Regions from separate parts of the Zea mays genome. Here all the other regions are linked to region 1. A link is a contact called in public Hi-C data. All regions are on one chromosome and are shown on one strand. The core of a region is the stretch at or near the end of the contact, and the rest is flanking DNA. Distances in the headings are between cores, read along the strand shown.

Evidence for each region. Hi-C and Micro-C count contacts between places; a contact is called where the count stands out from the background.
Region 2: a Hi-C map of ear shows a contact between it and region 1, with 2.7 times the contacts expected there. The contact joins the promoter of LOC100280734 here to the promoter of LOC100191604 in region 1. A contact is called at or near these places in 4 of 25 Hi-C or Micro-C datasets (ear, endosperm, leaf and 1 more).
Region 3: a Hi-C map of endosperm shows a contact between it and region 1, with 2.5 times the contacts expected there. The contact joins the promoter of LOC100381572 here to the promoter of LOC100191604 in region 1. A contact is called at or near these places in 4 of 25 Hi-C or Micro-C datasets (ear, endosperm, leaf and 1 more).

Annotation. Positions count from the first base shown.
Region 1 is chr5:195,817,086-195,821,297 of Zm-B73-REFERENCE-NAM-5.0, forward strand. LOC100191604 reads right to left here and starts at 2,208. Exons shown (of 10, transcript NM_001367112.1): 1 at 1,923-2,208; 2 at 1,234-1,301; 3 at 429-499; 4 at 94-330. The coding sequence starts at 2,035.
Region 2 is chr5:196,005,883-196,010,094 of Zm-B73-REFERENCE-NAM-5.0, forward strand. It overlaps LOC100280734 (cell division cycle protein 23), which reads left to right and starts at 1,775. Exons shown (of 4, transcript NM_001153654.1): 1 at 1,775-1,923; 2 at 1,991-2,360; 3 at 3,715-4,212. The coding sequence starts at 1,835. LOC118472089 (a long non-coding RNA gene) reads right to left here. Exons shown (of 2, transcript XR_004849645.1): 2 at 1-443.
Region 3 is chr5:195,957,490-195,961,701 of Zm-B73-REFERENCE-NAM-5.0, forward strand. LOC100381572 (putative leucine-rich repeat receptor-like protein kinase family protein) reads right to left here and starts at 2,297. Exons shown (of 2, transcript NM_001174397.1): 1 at 1,374-2,297; 2 at 1-716. The coding sequence starts at 2,019. The coding sequence ends at 133.

The DNA.
Region 1 (4,212 bases), core at 958-3,457:
AGTTAGTTATTTTTTACACCAATTTGCATGTACTTCCATACAAGAAATGATAGATTGTTTTTCATTTCTGAATGCGATGATGTTACTAGGTACCTGCTTATTTCCTCTGGAACCAAGATGCGGTGACGCAACTGTTATAAAGTTCACTGCCTCAAGTCCATGTATGGTACCTATATTGTTGTCATCCAGAGTTTGTGGAGTATTTTCTGATGTTCGTTTAGGTGGTTTATAAAGTCTTCCAATAGCATATCTAGCAACCAATCCTCCAACAGAGTGTGCAACAAAAGATATCTTTTTGATATACGGTCTTCTGTTGATTTCTTCAATAACCTTCATTGAGATAATTTGTCATCAGTTTGCAGAAGGAACATAAAGAAGAGCAGAACACATGGTCAGAAAACAGGCAAGAGCATAATGAAAGAACAAACCTCTTGTGCCAATCGTTCACCCATCACATCAACACCATCTAAAGTGAGCTTGTGCATGTTGCGGTTGCTACCTACACATTTAAAAAATCATTGAAGTAAGCATAAGAAAAGATTACAATAACACAGAAACATCGCCACAATCATCTTTAATGGTGCAACTTTCTGCATCATCAGTTGCACATGGCTAAGTATATATTCTTCAAGGAAACAAGATTCCAAGAGCCAAACAAACCATAGAATATAAGATAATGCTCCTATCTTATTTCTTTGTAAGTTGAGTGCCATGTAACAACAAACCAATCATTTGTATCAAGCACACATAATCTGCCAACAGGAACAGCTTGAAAGAAACTTTCTTTTCTTTTCTGGTTGCTCCCTTATTTTGATCCCTGGTGTGATCGTAACTTTCATCTAAAAGTGTTGGTGTTTGTATGAATTGCACCTAGCCAATATGGTTTTGGGGGCATCGCCTAGGCATTGAGGCATACCCCATCCACCACAGGACACCACAAGGTTTTAGCCTCCCTCCCTCCCTCTCTCTCTCTCTTAATGTAATGAGACACAACTCTCCTGCATGTTTGAGAAAAAAAATCAATGCATCAAGCCATCAACCAAGCACCTCAGGTGTAAAGGCCAGACGCCACTTGAAATCAAATGCATGAGTAAACGGATTGGTAATTGTGATATGCTAAGTTGTCCAATTGGCATTTGAAAAAGTACAATACAATGGACGCTGGTAGATATAAAATTCACAGCTCATGAGATACTGTCAATAAAAATTGGAGAACACAATGAGAGAGCTTACAATGAACTATAACTTTGTCTGAGAGCAGTTTACCAAACTGCTCAGCTCCAAACTTCCAATCTGCTGTGCTGTACAACAAAATAATGAGTAAGGATCAATACATTGGCCGAAACAACTAAACTGCTACGGTGCTACCTGTACCAAACAAGGCATAAAAAGATCACTAATATATAGCCCAAATGCATATACATGATGTGAATGCACCGAAATTTTACCAAACCGTGTTTCATTTTGGTACTACTCTATTTAGTTATTCTGAATCCATCAGCATGGGAATGGGCATACTTTAGCGTGGCTAGTTGGAACTGCCAACCTGCCCATTGCAGATCTCATGGCGTCACCGCACGAGACACCCCGATTCGTTAAGAGCACATTTTGCGTCTTCAAACCACTAGTTTACCTTATTCATTCAGAAAAACATAGGAAACTTGAAGCAACGATCATCCCGGAAAGGCGGAAACTACTTTTGCAACCCCGCGCCGCAGCGAGGAATTAATCCAGATGATGGTCAGAGCAATCAGAGAACTAACCAGAAAAAAAAACTCAACGTTCTCGAAACAACCAAAATATTTTCCCCGCGTGAAAAAAGCGTACGGCAATAAGTTTTCTCGGAGCAATTAAGAACTGAACTCGATCAATTACGCCGCTAAATGGAAGGAAAATCAGCTAAACAAAGGAAGCGGCCGAACCTCCCGACGATCCCGTGGACCATGATCACCAGATGGTCGGGCCCGCCGTCGGCTTCCGCCAACCCCTTCTCGGCCACCGCCTCCCGCCAGTCTCCTCCTCCCAGGTCACCCATTCACGGAGTCACCCCACCTCGCAGAGGCGGCGCACCTGCGGAAAGGCTTGTGGGTAGGGAGCGCGGAAGGGGAGCTCGAGCAGGGCAGAGGAGGGCGACGGGAAAGGGGAAGGTGTCTTTATAAGGGCGGTGGGTTTGGTTTGGCGACTCGCGACGCGGATGCCAGACTCCGGAGGCGAAACGAAGCTGACAACGGGAGGAGGAAACGGCCGTTTGGGGAGAGCGGATTGGGATTGCTGTGGTGTGGGGCTGTGGGCTCTGGTTGGAGGTTGACAGCTGACAGGTGGGGCTCGCGGCAGGCCAAGGTCCAAGGGGAGGCCATCTGTCAGCTCGTTTGGTCTGGTCTCTAGGAAGGGAAGGCCTGTGCGTCCAACCACCGACCCGGCCAACCACCGACCCGCTGGAGGTTTGATGAGATGACCGTGGCATTACATGACTGGTCACGCAAAGGGGTTACTGAAAAAGTGAAAAGAAATGTTTTTAAGAGAAAAACCGACATGTTAAACTGGTAAATAAAAACAATCTACAACAATACACCAACAACAAACTGACAAACACCTAGAACATTTACAACTCAATTTAATGTGGGTCTCTTAGGTACTAGTCTTTAGACCATCTCCAAGTGCAGGACCCAAATTAGAAGATGCAAACAGTCGTTTGAGTCTAAAGCCCAAAAATCCATATACGATGCCTCCAACTGTAAAACCAATCCGCCGAGGATAGTTTGCTTCGCGCGTTTGTAGGGAGGGCGGTTGTCGCCGCCACCCTGCGCTGGCACCTGCAGTCGCAACATACCCGCTGCACCACCGAGTCCCAGCACCCTACACCGCCGTGCCGTGCGTCACTGCGCCACCAAGCCTTTGTGTTGCCGACAGTTGCTTCCAAAAGCAGTTCAGCAGAGGTAATAATCCATGTGTCACATTCCTAATCAACCTAATGTGATCTTCAATTTGATGGGTATCATCATCTCTTTCACATGGGTCTTTCTTCGATCTATTCTATTTTGATGCTTTGACTCCCTAGTGTGTCGTCAATGGATTTGGAATTGAATGATTGATTTAGGTTGGTCGAGAATAGGTTGAAGATGATGAGCTGGTGAACTGATCTGGTCTCTCTGTTTAAGAAGTTGCAAAGCTGAATGGATGGGCGGTGCGTGACGATTGTTTGAAGCGCCAAGTTCAGTTTTCATCCATTGAGACTATGGCAAATTATATGGTGCACGATTTCCTTAGACTCTCTGATCATGGAAGTTCTAGCGAGGAAGAAGAAGTTGCTGCCATAGTGAGTAGAAGATTGGGCACGAAGAAAAGAAGAGTAGGTTCTGTGTTCGGGCACCACGTGGTCTATCGTGATCGACAAATGGGTCACATTAGATTATACAATGACTACTTTGTTGATCAGTCTGTGTACCCCGATGAGCTTTTTCGCAGACGGTACGTGTTGGTAAAAACTAGATTGCTAATATTTAGTTATTTTGGTGTTCCATCTTTTGAAATGATGATCTAATTAATTACAGTTTCCGAATGACAAAACGGCTATTTCTTCACATTCTCGAGAAGATTAAGATATATGATGAGTATTTTGAGCATAAGATTAATGCTGCTGGAGTCGTAGGGTGCTCGCCGTTGCAAAAGATGACTGCAGCACTACGTATGATTGCTTATGGAGGACCAGCTGATGGATTAGACGAGTACTTGAGAATGGGAGAAAGCACAATTATTGAAAGCCTCAAGCGATTTACAAAGTCTATTGTGGTTGTATTTGGCCCTTCGTACCTTAGGGCTCCAAACAATCTGGAGGTTGCACAATTACTAGCTAAAGCCGAAGAACGGGGTTTTCCCGGGATGCTTGGAAGTATCGATTGCATGCACTGGAGATGGGAGAAATGCCCCCACAGCTTGGCAAGGGATGTACACAGTCACTATCAGAAACCAACTCTAATCCTTGAAGTCGTCGCATCACACGACCTTCGAATATGGCATGCATGTTTTGGCTTGCCAGGGTCCCACAATGATGTCAATGTGTTGCATCGCTCACCCGTATTTGATGACCTAGCATCTGGTAATGCCGTCGAGGTTAACTTCACAATTAATGGCAACCAATATAATATGGGATATTATTTGGCAGATGGCATCTACCCAGACTGGGCAACCTTAGTGAAATCAGTATCCCTTCCC
Region 2 (4,212 bases), core at 525-3,024, 190 kb after region 1:
TCCCAAATGATGCGATTGCAATTACAGGAATCCGTGAACAGTAAAGGAATACTGTTCACTATTTATAGGCACAGGACACAGCCTGTGGGGAATTACAATTATGCCCTTTATAAAAGTTTACAACATTGACTCAGGCCTTTATGGACTAAAAAGGTCATTCTATCTTTAAGTCGGTTTGTAATACCGAAGATTCATGAAGAGGAACCTTCGACCATCTCATACAAACAGCTTCAGCCGAAAGCAGCTTCTTCCTACAAGACCTTCGGCGACGAAGCATAGTCCCAACACCAAATAATGCAACGATAAGTACCAGAATATGGCTCGCGAGCCGAGCTCGTTCAGACACCGAGCCGAGCCGAGCTCGGCTCGGCTCGTTTCCAGCCCTACTTGCATATCTGAGTTCTTGTTTGTATGCTTTAAATTATTCCGCCAAGTAGAGTTCCCTGCAATGTTTGTTATAAAAAATGAATGTTAATTTCTTCCAAGTTCAGGTCACCACCACTAGCAGCAATCACATTCCGTGGTCTTGTATTGTACACAACAAATGAAAAACGACAGTTATTCATTCTAATTGTAAAACTATACTTAGTTTAGTAAACAATTTATATGGCATTGCCTAATTTGAGTGCCATCTTTACAGGTTGTAATCTCTAAAGAAGTAACATATGTCTCCAACAACAAAGGGTCCATTTATGTTTTTATGGTTTGAAGCTCCTGACTTGCTTCAGGAAGATTAGTACAAGCTTTGTTGTTTTGATCCCTAGCTGTAGTTAGTCCTGGGTGTAGTTGGTAAATTTGTGTTTGGAAATTGATCCAGACATGTGCTTTTAGTGTCTGTCCATGTAAAAACACAGTTAGATCTTATTACTTTCCATTCCTGGCTCTGACAGAATGACTTGCGAGACTGTTCTATGCTATTAGTTTTCATATTTGTTAAGTGAGTGTTTGTTTGGGATTATAATCTATCCAGATTATATAATCTAACAAATTTTGAACTAACATTCACGTTGTTAATTTGTTAGATTATATAATCACGAATTTTATCTTAACCGGTGTAATCACGTTGCCTGTCGCCAGAGTCCTGAGCTATTGGAGGCTTGTCAATTTATGTTATGTGTCATCACACGGGCACATACCTAGTATACTTAATAATAGTAATTGATATAGCTTCATTTCATAATTTTTAAATCCAAAATTGAAGTATATAAACCTGGATGCCAATTTTACAATAACAACAACTAAATCATTTCTTTACCGTTATTGTTATTTAACTTGATCTATGACATCTACATATACTCTTGCAAGTTCATCCAATGTGTGGATTAGATAGTGCCTACATAGCGACGATCATGCGATGGTAAAACCAAAGACAAATACTTGGTAAAAAAATAGATCAGGCTTGCGAATTAGGACGTGAGGTGTGGCTTGCACAAGACCGAGGGTGGATCAAATCTGTCTCAAGGGCAAGAAGGACTAGCCAACCAAGTTCTGCTGCCTCTGCGGCTCTGCATACGTGTAATACTAGCAGTAGCTCAACGCCTCAAACAACCAAAGGCTAGAAATATACGTATGCATAATGCATGCGGTCCCCGATAACGACTGACCAACCATAGCACATAGCAGGCCTGGTTTTGCCATTCTTCGTAGTCAGGCCCAACCTAACGAAGTTCTGCCTCCGAAGTCCGAACTCGGTCCAAATTCCTACACCAGCACAAACCTCAAACCTCAGTATCATCATCGCCGCCTTCCACTCCACGGTTCCACGTATCGCAAGAATTCAAATAATTTTTGCGCTCTCGCGTCGATCTGCTTCAAGCAAGCCCCGACCGGAGCCATGGCTTCCGCCAAGGAGAGCTATCGCGCCGAGCTCCGCGCCTCCTCCCGCCAGCTCAGCGAGCGCTGCCTCTACTCCGCCGCTAAATGGTATGCCCCCACGTCAAAATCCCCTCCTCAAACCCTAAACCCCGAACCCTAACAACCCCCCTCGCAGGGCCGCCGAGCTGCTCGTCGGCGTAGAGCTGGATGCGGCCCCGGTCCCTTCGGCCGCGATGGACTCCCCATCCTCCTCGTCCGCAGCCTCCGCGGGGCGGCTATTGCACCTTCACCGTAGCGGGGGTTCCAGCTTCCGCCACCGACCCCGCCCCGGCGGCGGCAGTAGCTCGGAGGCCGGGACCCCGCTCGGTGGCGTGTCATACGTCAGCACGCCCATCCCCGACGACGACGCGTTCGATTCGGGCGGCGACAAATACCTGCTGGCCAAGACCTATTTCGACTGTCGGGAGTACCGCCGCGCCGCGCACGTGCTGCAGAACCAGGTTGGGCGTAAGGCAGTGTTCCTGCGATGCTACGCGCTCTACATGGTGAGCTAGGATCAGCTTCTTACTTGCTGCGTTTATTTTCTCGGTGCATCTGCGTGTTTTCAGATCTAGGATAGGGCGAGTGGTGTTTGATGAGATGCCTCAGTAGAGCTGCTGCATTGTAGGTGAGATTTGGTTAGTAAGATGTTTTGGCATTTCTAGATACATAGTTTTTTTACCAGTTTATATCTCCGAGCGTAACAAAATCTATGAATCTAGAAAAGTCAAATCATTTTATAATTTGGAATGGAGATAGTAGTACTCTTTTGTCTTTTATTTATGTGGATCGACATGTTTTAGTGGCTCAGGAGTCTGTTTAGTTACTTCCATGTGAGAATGGAGTGGTTACTAAAATCTGGTTTATTGTGGTTTTACCATTTTACCTAAAAGACCGAACAGAACTTTGCAGGACTAACGAGTAATAAGAGCTGTTCCAACTTGTGATGGTCCAATTTATGGGTTCTGTATAGTGCTTTGTGCTCATGTACTTCAAGCGAATTGAATGGTTTGACATTTATAAAACCTCTGGTCATGTATTCCACATAGCTATTGGTTTGCTATTTATTGATAAGTTGTTAGCTCTATGAGCATAAGAAATAATGGAAGATGTGAACCAATGATTCCTTCCAAGTAGCAGGGAAGTTTCACTGTGATGATTGAATTTGATGGATATATTACATTCAATCAAGAAATTATAATTATAAAAAGGAACAAACCCAGTGCCAGAGGCTCCCATATGAGAGGTGGTCTGGGGAAGGGTTAAACTGAAGCGTCCCCCAGAAAATACGGAGAAGCTGCTTCGAACCTATGATCTGGTGACTTATTGGGATAATTCTCACCACCACCAGACCTTTGAGGGCTTAAAACTAAGTCCCTTAAATGATTGACAATTTCTACTCAATGCTGATACTTGTACACGAAAGCTATGCTCTGCCATAAATTCTGGCTATGCCACTTGTAAGTTGTAACTGCTATGGAAATTATTCGTGTTTGTTCTATAAAAATAGAACTTTGCCATGTCAAAACAATCATCTGCCAGTATTAAAACCCTTTTTGCTGGCTGGTATTATTTGTTTAATTTGAAGAATTGTAACATTTATGAGATAAACCTCTATTATAGGTACTTGTTTTAGTTTTTAGTGTCAGTTGTTTGGGGTTGTAAGGGTAGTAGTATTTGTGAGTTGTGACATTGTCTGCAAATTTCCATTTAGTCTATTAATCAGCCAAAGGATTTCTGTGTGCAATTTAATGTGCCCCTCTTCTCTTGTCCGCTGACTATGAAAGTTCGCTAATGCCCCAAGTTGTTTTCCACTTTGTTCATAGTTTAATTAATGATCTATTTGCTCTCGAATTTTAGGCTGGAGAGAAGCGAAAAGAGGCAGAGATGATAGAGCTTGAAGGATCGTTGGGCAAGAGTAATGCTGTTAATCAGGAACTAGTTGCTTTGGAGAAAGAGCTCTCAACACACCGAAGAACTGGCTCTATTGATTCATTTGGACTCTACTTGTATGGCATTGTTCTACGTGATAAAGGATGTGAAGGTCTAGCTAGAACAATCTTAGTAGAATCTGTCAATACTTATCCTTGGAACTGGAGTGCTTGGTCAGAGTTACAATCTTTATGCACCAGCAGTGACATTTTAAACAACTTAAATCTGAAGAATCACTGGATGAAAGATTTCTTTCTTGCTAGTGCATATCTGGAACTTAAGATGCATGAAGAAGCTCTTAAAAGATATGAGCGTTTGATGGGGGTCTTCCGCTGCAGTGGTTACATTCAGGCTCAAATTGCAACAGTTCAGTACAGTATGAGGGACCTTGATGAAGCTGAGATGATTTTCGAAGAACTGCTCAGG
Region 3 (4,212 bases), core at 1,047-3,546, 140 kb after region 1:
CGCCCACCACAAAAATACGTTCTTCGTTTAGCTTAGGGAAGGTAGACGCTTCTCAGCTCAACGGTATGCTGCAATAGAGAGCGATGCAGATTAAGCAGCAAGTCGCCAGGCCTGCTCAGCACTCGCGTCCATTTATCTCGCGATCTCCTCGAGCCTCTTGAGTACCTGCCTCGTGCTGGGTCTCAGGGACGGCGACGGGCTGCAGCAGGCCGTGGCCAGCTCGAAGAAGGCGTTCAGGCTCTTCTCCTTCCCCGACCTCTTGCAGTGCCTGGCAAGGTCGGAGCTGAACGCGTCCGAGATCTTCCTCTCCAGGACCAGGTTCTTGAAGGAGGCCGGGAGGAGGATGTCCCGCGGGTTCGGCCGGCCGTCGTCGTCCGCGCGCTCCTTCTGCGCGAGCAGCTCGAGCAGGACCACTCCCAGGCTGTAGACGTCGCTCTCGCACGTGGCGTCCCGCATCTTGACCAGCTCCGGCGCCTTGTACCCCTGCGCCGCGGAGGCCTCCAGCATCTCCTGGGCAGCGGCGGGGCTCAGCAGGAGGTAGAGGCCGTAGTCCGATATCCTGCACTCGTAGTTGGCGTCCAGAAGGACGTTGCTCGTCTTGAGGTTGCCATGGACCATCGGTTTGTCCAAGCCTGTGTGCAGGTGATCCAGTCCCTTGGCAATGCCCAGAGAAAGGTTGCAGACTATGCTCCATCTATGAGACTCCTCGATCCCCTCTGCAAATGTTAGCAACAAAGCAATTAGCTACCGCCATAGCTGATACCGAAAGGATGTTACACAACAACTTCATTTATCAACTATCTGTTCAGAACATCAATTGATACCGAAAGGATGTTCCTAAACTAGATTTCGAACTCATTTGGGTCGACCCTTTCAATTTACTTTTGAGCTTTTTAAAAATGACGTCTAACACACTGAAAAAATGACGATTTCAGATCGAATGCAAAACAATTACGCTTTGATCATGCTAAACACAACATGCAGCGTGAAGAGCAAAAAAAAAGTGTCATAGCAATGATGATGATGCAAGGTGGGTGGCAAACTGGCAATGCAAACAGCTGGGATATGTATAGCGTACCGCCGTACCCCCATACATATGGGGGTGTGCTGGTACTCGTATAGCATTGTCGAATACAGGTGCGAGATCTTGTTTTGACGGTGGCCTGAGATGATATTTCTAAAAGTACATGTTTAGATTATCAAATCTGTCGACAATAATTGACCAGATGACGCAACGCAACAAGTACTAAGGCTCGTGTTTGAAATGCGATTTAGCATAGCGCCATAGCCGCTGGAGGGGAGGAAAAACTGCTTGAACTGCAGATGTAGACGAGAGACTAGGAAGAAGCGAAGAATGCAAAAGCGTAACCAACCTTGCAAGAAGCGGTGGAGCGAGCCGGCGGCGTAGAAGGGGTGCACGAGTAGCTTCTCGCCCCTGGGGCCGACGTACACCGCGCGGAGCGGCACGAGGTTCGGGTGGCTGACCGCGCCGACCCTCCGCGCGGCGGCGTAGGCCTCCTCGGCGGCGACGGCGCAGGCGGGGCGCACGAACCGGAGCAGCACCGCGGCCTCCCCGGACCGCACCGCGGCGCGGTACAGCGTGCTGTGCGCGGACTTGGCGACGACCTCCCCGGGCGCCTCGAGGATGGTCGCCACCGACAGCGCCTCCCCGCCGGGGAACGTGACGAGCGCGTGGGCGCCGCCGCCGTGCGGGAGGCGGTCGGCGAAGGGGCCGAGGTACGGCAGCGCGCCGAGGCGGTCGGCGATGGGCGCGAAGTAGGGCAGCACGGCGCTCCCGCTGGGCGCGCGGCGGCGGAGCCAGGCGGGCAGGGAGGCGCCCGACGGGAACGGGACGTGGCGGTCGAGGCGCAGGCCGCGGCGGAGGCGCGGGCGGAGGAAGCGGTAGAGCAGGTAGGCGAAGAGGACGCCGACGATGGGGAGCAGGATGGTGTTGCTCCGGCCCGTGCGCACCGGCTCGTGCGACGGCGTGTCGGCCTCGGCCGCCCCCGCCATCTCCATCTCGCGCGTCCGGCTCTCTCGGGGGTAAATAGACGCTCTCGGAGGGAACGAACGACAGGAAGCTACTCGCGCGCCGGTGGCCGGTGGGGGTGGTCGCCGCGCTCTCACGTCAGGTTCGTCGTGGCGAAGCTAGCTAGGCAAGGCACGGCAAGTCGGCAACGCCAACGCGAGCTCTTCGTTTGCTTTGCCGTGCTCCGCTGAGTTGCTTGCTTGCTGCTGCTGCTGGCTTTTTCCTCGCGCGGTGGGAAGGGCGGTAGGCAAAGGGAGGAGCTCGGCGCGGAGGTGCGTGGCTGGCTGTCTTGAGAGATTCTTGTCGCCTCGGCTCGAGGCCTTTATCACTGTGCGACTGAGACTGCGGGAATGCGGGGAGCTTTCGGCTTGTTGGCCTCTTTTTTTAGTTAATGGTTTTTTCCTTTCGAGCAGTAGGGGCAGCCGGGCAGGGCCGCAGCCCGCAGGGTAGTGGTAGGCGTTATTGAAAAAAAAATCGAGCCAAGGTCGTTCGAGCTCGGAGCGGCTTGATTCGGTTCAAAGTAGTGAGTCTCAAACAAGGTGAGCGAAGCTAGTTTCTCAAGTCCTGTTAGTGCAACGAGTCGAGCTAAGCTATCAGATAAAGCAACATACACAATACCGATTAATATTGGATAATTATATAGATATCTAATTTGTGTTTTTAGTCTTTAATAATGAATATATGATAATTTATAATTTAGATAATTGTAATGTTTCATTATGATCTATATTTCTTATTTATATATTATTTATTCCATATATAATACAATATTATCTATTAAGTTGTAGCTAGTAAGCCGAACCGAGCCGGCTCGCAAGCCGAGTTCTGTTAGCTAGCGAGCTGCAACGAGCTCGTAGGCCACTCGGATCTGGGGCACATCTCGATGAGCCTTTTTCTCATTGAAATTTGGCAGATCTAGAGGGGTTAAAGGTTTTTGAGTAGCACATTCAAGACCTGGATTTGATTTCTTAGCCTTCAGTGGATTATGTGTATCCTTTAAGTGACGACTCCATGCATTAATACCGGGGACGGTCTTTTCCGTCCAGCTGAGTTTTTGTTTGTCATGGCTGACACGGGCCACGGTGGATGGTGGCTTCGGCAGTTGGATTTGGGACTTGGGAGTAGGGCTAGGGCGGGACTAGACTAGACTAGCGGACAGAAGGTATCCAATTCCCATCGCGCGTACCGTAGTTACCTTGGGCCTAAGATGCTGGTGCCGGAAACAGGACGCTCGCAGATGGACGGCGGGGCCGGTCCCCGCGTTGGTTGGCTGCCAGCTTCTCATCAGTGTAACGGAGTGGCGGAGGGATCCGCTGGGACTTCGTGGAGGGTCAGTGGCTGTTGGATCGAAGCTTAACGGCGCGGATGTGATAGATTCCGGGTAACTGCGTGGATATGAGGGTAGTATAGTACCTGCATGGCTGCATGGTAGGTACTCATGTACTGTACTCTCGTCAATTGAAGTCTCTGGTGGTGCATTAAAAATTGACGGAGTGGTTCATTACTACCGCTGCTGTAGTACTGGCGACGGGGGAGCAGAAGGCACACGTAGATCTTCGTGCAATTACTTTTCTGAAGGACAGTTCGTTCTATTTTGCCGATTGTCTGTCTTATTATCTGTGATGGGTGATTGCACATGTATCTACGAGCACTCTCGTTGAACAGGCTCCACCCTGCGTTCGCAGCTTCGCATTCGTAACCACCGCTTCCATGGCTTCACTAGGAACAAACATAGATTATGGTTACACACTGCCAGCTCGATGTTTAGGCACACCGCTTCCATGACAGACGTACGTGCCAGACAAAATCATAATGGCCTGATTGGTTGCCGTATCTAGGCAGCATGGCCGAGCGAGCCAGGCCCGCGGCAGCCTGGCTGTGCATCGCGTGAGCCTGGCTCCACAGATGCGCAGATTTTGGTCGCATCTCCAGAGCCTGGTCCGAGCTCCTTTTTTGCATCGCGAGACACAGGCGCTGATGCATATGCGGCAAACCAAACAAGCGGCAAAGTAGCACGCGCCTGGTTACGTGGATGCAACCTACAACCAAACACACTAAGGCCGCATACTGTGAGCCTGGTTGGCCTATATGCGGGCAACCAATCAGACCCATAGGTGCCCGGTGTTCCAGCTGTTTCTTGATAGGCGCTTGCTCGATGTTTAGGCACACCGATGGACACAAAA